Regions from separate parts of the Callithrix jacchus genome. Here region 1 is linked to region 2. A link is a contact called in public Hi-C data. All regions are on one chromosome and are shown on one strand. The core of a region is the stretch at or near the end of the contact, and the rest is flanking DNA. Distances in the headings are between cores, read along the strand shown.

Region 1 (2,700 bases), core at 78-2,577, 250 kb before region 2:
CAAGACCAGCCTGACCAACAGAGTGAAACCCCATCTCTACTAAAAATACAAAAATTAGCTGGGCATGGTGATGCATGCCTGTAGTCCCAGCTACAGGTGAGGGAGGAGAATCGCTTAAACCCAGGAGTTGGAGGCTGCAGTGAGCTGAGATTGCCCCACTGCACTCCAGCCTAGGCAACAGAGGGACACTTTGTATCAAAAAAAAAAAAGTAATTGTGACCCAATGATCTCCTTCTCTGCTCCAGGCTGTGGCCACCTCCCAGGCCCCCTCTCCAACCCCCCAGGATCTCACTGCCCTTCTCCTAATTCCAAGCCCTCCGTTTCACAACCTCCAGGGTTGGGTTCTGGGATGGATTCACTGGTAGCTCTTTGGCCAACCAAGAGTAGACAGGTGGACAGACATGGGAGAGAAGACGGGCCTCAGTGCCCAGTGCACCCAGCACCCAGCGGCTCTCAGAAAAGACCTGAGTCATTGCACCCAACAGCAAGGCCATCTTCCAAGTTTCTCTGGAGAGGTGCGTGGGGAGAGCAGGATCAGCGCCCCGCGACCCCTCCTTCCCCGGGTTGTCTAGCTGAGTACACAGGCTCACAGTCTGCGTGGAGGTGTTGGGACTGCCCCTGTGTGTGACCCCCGCTTGACACAAGGTGACCGCCCCTCCACTCAGCTGAGCTAGGCTCCCGGGCTCCTAGCGCCGCCTCCGCTGTCCCTCCCTCGGGCGATGCCTCCCGCGGGCCGGGCGCCCAGTGCTCGGCGATCCGGAAGAGGGCGCCCGCCCGGCCCCCATCAGCCGCGTCCCCGCCCGGCGCACCGCTCTCGCCAGCCTGCGGGCTCCGCGACATCGATCGGTCCTCAGGGACCTGGGCGAGCCGCCTCCCCACCCCTCGTTTTTCGCTTTTAATTGAAGTTTGTTTGACCAGAGCGCGGAGCGGGCAAAGGCAGAAACCAAATATTTAGTTGCTGCAAATTGGCACCTCCAGATCAATTACCCGGCCGGTGTCAGGGCCTGCGCCGCCCCCCGCGCCCCGTGGAATCTCAATGCTGCGCTGCCCCCGCCCGGGCCGCCCTCCTCCATTCCGCTGCACGTTTCTCATCAGCTCCTGCCATGCATCACCCGTGGCCGCAAGGGAACAGATTTTCAATGGGAAAAGTTCCCCAGGAGGGTCCTCGTTGCTGATTCCCTCCGCGCCCTGCGCAGTCTGGTCCCCGCTCCCACCTGGCCTGTCTGATGGGGACAGCCGATGAGTGGAGTGAGCAAGCAAGGATTTGGGGTCAGGCAGACCAGGCCCGGTCCTAGGAACTCCCCTTACCCGTTCGGTGACCTTGGCGAAGTTACTTACGTTCCCTGAGCCTCGGAGTACCCCCAAAACATGGGGGCTCAAGCTTCACCTTGTGGGATCAACAGCACGGAGGGACAGCACCCTGCCCAGGGCTGGCACGTAGTGGCTTTCCACAGATATTAGTTCTTACCCTGGTACCGGGTAAAATAGGTTCTAGAATGAAGTGAGGGACAGTGAGTTTGAGGCGACTCAACCAAGCCACTGAAAAATACCAAAGGGAAAGCAGGAGACAGCCAGCGTCCCCTGTGTCCCTGGTAGGGGCAGGACAGATCCCAGGACCCTGGGCGAGCTCCAGCAGGGAGAGTCCTTAGCCCCAGCGCAAGTGCATCTGGGCACAACTAGTAGAGAAGCCACTTTTCCAGTACCGGGGTGGAGAGTGAGAGAGCCATGATCCCAAGGCTTCGGCCAGGGAAGGAGGAGGGAGGGATCTGAAGAAGGTCACCAAGGGCTCCTGATTCCTGCCAAGCTGAGTTCCAGGAGGCCAGCCCTAGGGCAGAGGGCGGGGGCGGGGTGGGGGGGTGGCAATCAGGACAGTTGGGCTGAAACGGAGGCTTTGCCTTCTCCTGGCTACATGTTGCTAGTAAAGTACTTAATCTCAGTTTTCCCATGTGTAAAATGGGGCTGACACCCTCTACCTCCCAGAGCATTTGTGAGGAGTAAATGATGTCTGGGAGAGGGGTGGAAACTCACAACCCGCATGAAGAAGATGGGGACAAGTTTGTGTGGGAGGTGTCTCCTTTTCCAGGCTCAAGACCGCTCCCAGCCCAAGAGCCCCCTAGGGAACTGGCATCAGATGCTCAGCCTGGCATTTTTAATTGGCTGCTCTGCCAGAGTGACAAGACCTCTGGGAGGGAGGAGAGGTTAGGGGAAGACTGTGAACCTCAGGCTTCGTGCTTTGAGAGCCCTTTTTAAAGAACGAGGCTCCTCCCCGACCAGCACCACCCCGCTGCTATCCCACTTGCAGCCTCTCAGTGCTGAGTCGGCCCCACCTGGAGGAAAGTTCTTTTCCCATCAAATCCTGAGTCCAGGTGGAAAGGCAAGGTTGACGTGGAATCCAGAGCCTCAGTTCCCTGCCAATAGGAAGCAAACTCACTCCTTGATTTTCCCACCTATGAAATGGGACCACAGCCAGTAATTATGAGGTGCTATTTGAACTAGTGGTAATCTCTTTTTTTCTTATTATTTTTATTATTTTTAGAGATAAGGTCTCACTCTGTTGCCCAAAGGGGAGTGCAGCAGAGCCATCAGAGCTCACTGTAACCTTCAACTTCTAGGCTCAAGTGACTCTCCTGAATAGCTAGGACTACAGATGAGTACCACCATGCTTGGCTAATTTTTTTTTAGAGACAGGATCTTGCCTTG
Region 2 (2,700 bases), core at 84-2,583:
GTGCCAAGTGCCCCCCCATGTGGAGGCTCAGGCTACAGGGCTCTTCCACGCCCAGGACAAGGGGTCTGTCTGGCTCTGGACCCAGACCACAAGGATTTGCAAGCCCCAGAGCCGCTCCAGCCTCCCTCCCTCGTAGGGCTGGGAGAATGAAATGCCTGACATGTAATTAGGTTTTAATAGATGTTAACTAATATCATCATCCACTCTGATCTCTAACCTACACCAGGCACCCGGCCAGGCGCTGGGAATACCAGCCAGACGATAAATTTTGGTTTAATGACGGAAGGAACAAAGCCAGGAGGCATGAAGAACCCCTTCCTCAGATAAGAAAACTGAGTCTGATCCGTGGGGGTCGACGCCAGCTGTGGAGAGGAGGGGAGTGGAGAGCGCACACCGGGAAAACCAAATCCACAAGGGTAGGGGTTCCCTCGCCCAGGGCTCCACAGGACGGCGGGGCTGGGTGGACCTGGCTCGAGTCCCCAGTGCAGGTCTCCGCGATGTCGCACTCGTTCACGGCCTCTCTGCAGGACACACCCCGTGGCTCGTACTAGGGAAGAGACGCGGTCCCCAGGTCAGGCAGGATGGATGCCTCGGCCCGGGCCCCACATCCTCGGGCCCTCTAGCTTCACGGGCCCCCGTTCAGGTCTGTTCTTATTTCCCTGCTCCCACCACCTCTCCGCCGCTTCCCACCTCGCACCGCCCCCAAGCCCGCCCACATTCCCGCCCCTCCCTGCTTCAGGGCAGCCTTCCCTTCCCGCTCCTCGTAGCCCCGCCTTCAACATCCTTCAGCCCCGCCCCTTGCTGCTCATTGGCGCTGTTTTCGCATCAAGCCCCGCCCAAGAGGGAATACGCCCCTGAAGGCCCCGCCTCCCTCTGCCCGCCCCTTATCTGAAGGCCTCCAATCGCTCCTCCTGCGTCCTGGCCCCACTCCCGGCGGGTCCTCCTTACCTTGCAGCGGCGACAGCAGAGCCCGTCGCTGCACATGGCATCATGAGTCAGGGTACATTTCTTGCAGCAGTTGCCACCCGCGCGGCTGCACTCCTGAGGGACGCGGGAGAAGGGGAGGGAGGCGGGCGAGCCCTAATCCTCCCCACTCGGACGCTCCCTTGTGCCCACCCCCGCATCCCGGCCCCCCACCTGGCGTCCGCACTACCGCTTACCTGCACGGAGCCGCAGTCGCACTCCTCCCCTGCCTCCACGAAGCCGTTCCCGCACTCTGGGGGGTCCAGGAGCTGGACCGGGAGGACAGGTCGGGAGTCTGGCCCAGACCCCGCCCAGGCCCCACTCCCAGGCTCCCCGCTGCGGGGCTGGTACCTTGAGGGGCTTATTGAAGAGGCAGCTCCCACCACCCTCCTGCAGAAACTGGTTATACTCGTCGATGCTGCAGCGCGAGAACTTGCGGGGCAGATAGAACCTGGGCAGGGTGAGGGGAGGTGCCGCTGGCTGCTCCCCTCCAACCCACCCTCTCACCCTCTCAAGACTGGAGAGGAGGCGCTCTGGGGAACTCGGTCACCATCGCGAGGAGGCGGAGGATCTGCCCGCGATTGCACCAGAATCCTCCCTCTTGTCGCAGTCGTTCCCGTTCCCTCCGCGGAACCTGGGGACTCCCAGCAGCTCTGGAGGGAAGGTGCCTCCACGCGAGGCTGGGGCGGCACCCAGTGGCCGCGGTGCGCACTGCAGCCTGGCCGGTTTTGGTGTCCCAGCAGGGGAATCTGGGTCTCCCCGGACAGTGTTTGCGGGGAAAACTGGGTTTCTTGGATACTGAGAGGTTCTGTGAGCTGGGCCTCTTGAGCCCCCTGGTCCAGACTGCCAAGGAGTGCTCGCTCTAGGACGACCCTCACCCAAGACCTTCCCCCGGTTTGTCCCCGAGAACTCACCCAGTGTCCTCCATGATGCAGCCCAGCCAGATGTCGGGACACTTGCAGTCCCCTGAGGGGTGAGCCAGGCGGAGATGAGATGAAGGAGGCCAAGGACCACCCTCCCACTTACACCCTCCGCATCCCAGAGCTGCTGGGCAAGGGCCACACGGGGACCTCCGGGGCGGATACCTGCTGAGCTCCGGTGTTTGTTCCACATCATGCCCAGGTTCTGCCCCAGCGTCTGAGCCAGGGTCACGGCCATCGCCCCCATGTTGCCGTACTGGGAGTGGGGAAGATGGGGCACAGATGTCTACATCTTCCCACAGGCACATAGTGCCCTTGAAGCCCCTCTCCCCCAGCCATGGCCCTCACTGCTCACCTCATTCACACCCCCACCCCGGGACAGGGAGCAGATGCCCCCCACGTAGGCTGCCCCACTGCTGGTGCTCTGGAAGGTCCTGCCCCTGGAAGGGAGAGCGCTGTCAGGATGGCCTCCTGCCCTCCCCTGTGGCTTCCTGGGTGGTGGTGGGGCCTTGGGGATCCCCTGACACAAGGGCCCTTCCTCGGGAGGTGGCCCTTGCCCTTCACACCAGCCTTGGTGACCCCAGGCAAGACCCTTCCCCTCCTTCGGTTCCTATTTCTTTTTATTTTTTTTTTTGAGACAGTTTCACTCTCGTAGTCCAGGCTGGAATGCAGTGGCATCATCTCCGCTCACTGCAACCTCCACCTCCTGGGTTCAAGCAATTCTCCTGCCTCAGCCTCCCAAGTAGCTGACTACAGGCACCCACCACCACACCAGCTAATTTTTGTATTTTTAGTAGAGATAGCATTACACCATGTT

What was found. Hi-C and Micro-C count contacts between places; a contact is called where the count stands out from the background.
Region 1: a Hi-C map of skeletal muscle shows a contact between it and region 2, with 8 times the contacts expected there. The contact joins two enhancer-like sites. A contact is called at or near these places in 2 of 3 Hi-C or Micro-C datasets (induced pluripotent stem cells and skeletal muscle).

The regions. Positions count from the first base shown.
Region 1 is chr5:85,427,333-85,430,032 of calJac240_pri, reverse strand. No RefSeq gene overlaps it. Among named protein-coding and RNA genes, the nearest start is that of DCAKD, 43 kb to the left of the region's middle. Within about 2 kb of position 1,327, at least 4 of the 16 cell types and tissues checked have an H3K27ac peak or open chromatin away from gene starts, as enhancers often do.
Region 2 is chr5:85,177,239-85,179,938 of calJac240_pri, reverse strand. It overlaps ADAM11 (ADAM metallopeptidase domain 11), which reads right to left. Exons shown (of 27, transcript XM_078373310.1): 12 at 2,239-2,323; 13 at 2,049-2,139; 14 at 1,878-1,929; 15 at 1,315-1,414; 16 at 1,161-1,232; 17 at 949-1,041; 18 at 467-547. Among named protein-coding and RNA genes, the nearest start is that of ADAM11, 16 kb to the right of the region's middle. Within about 2 kb of position 1,333, at least 6 of the 16 cell types and tissues checked have an H3K27ac peak or open chromatin away from gene starts, as enhancers often do.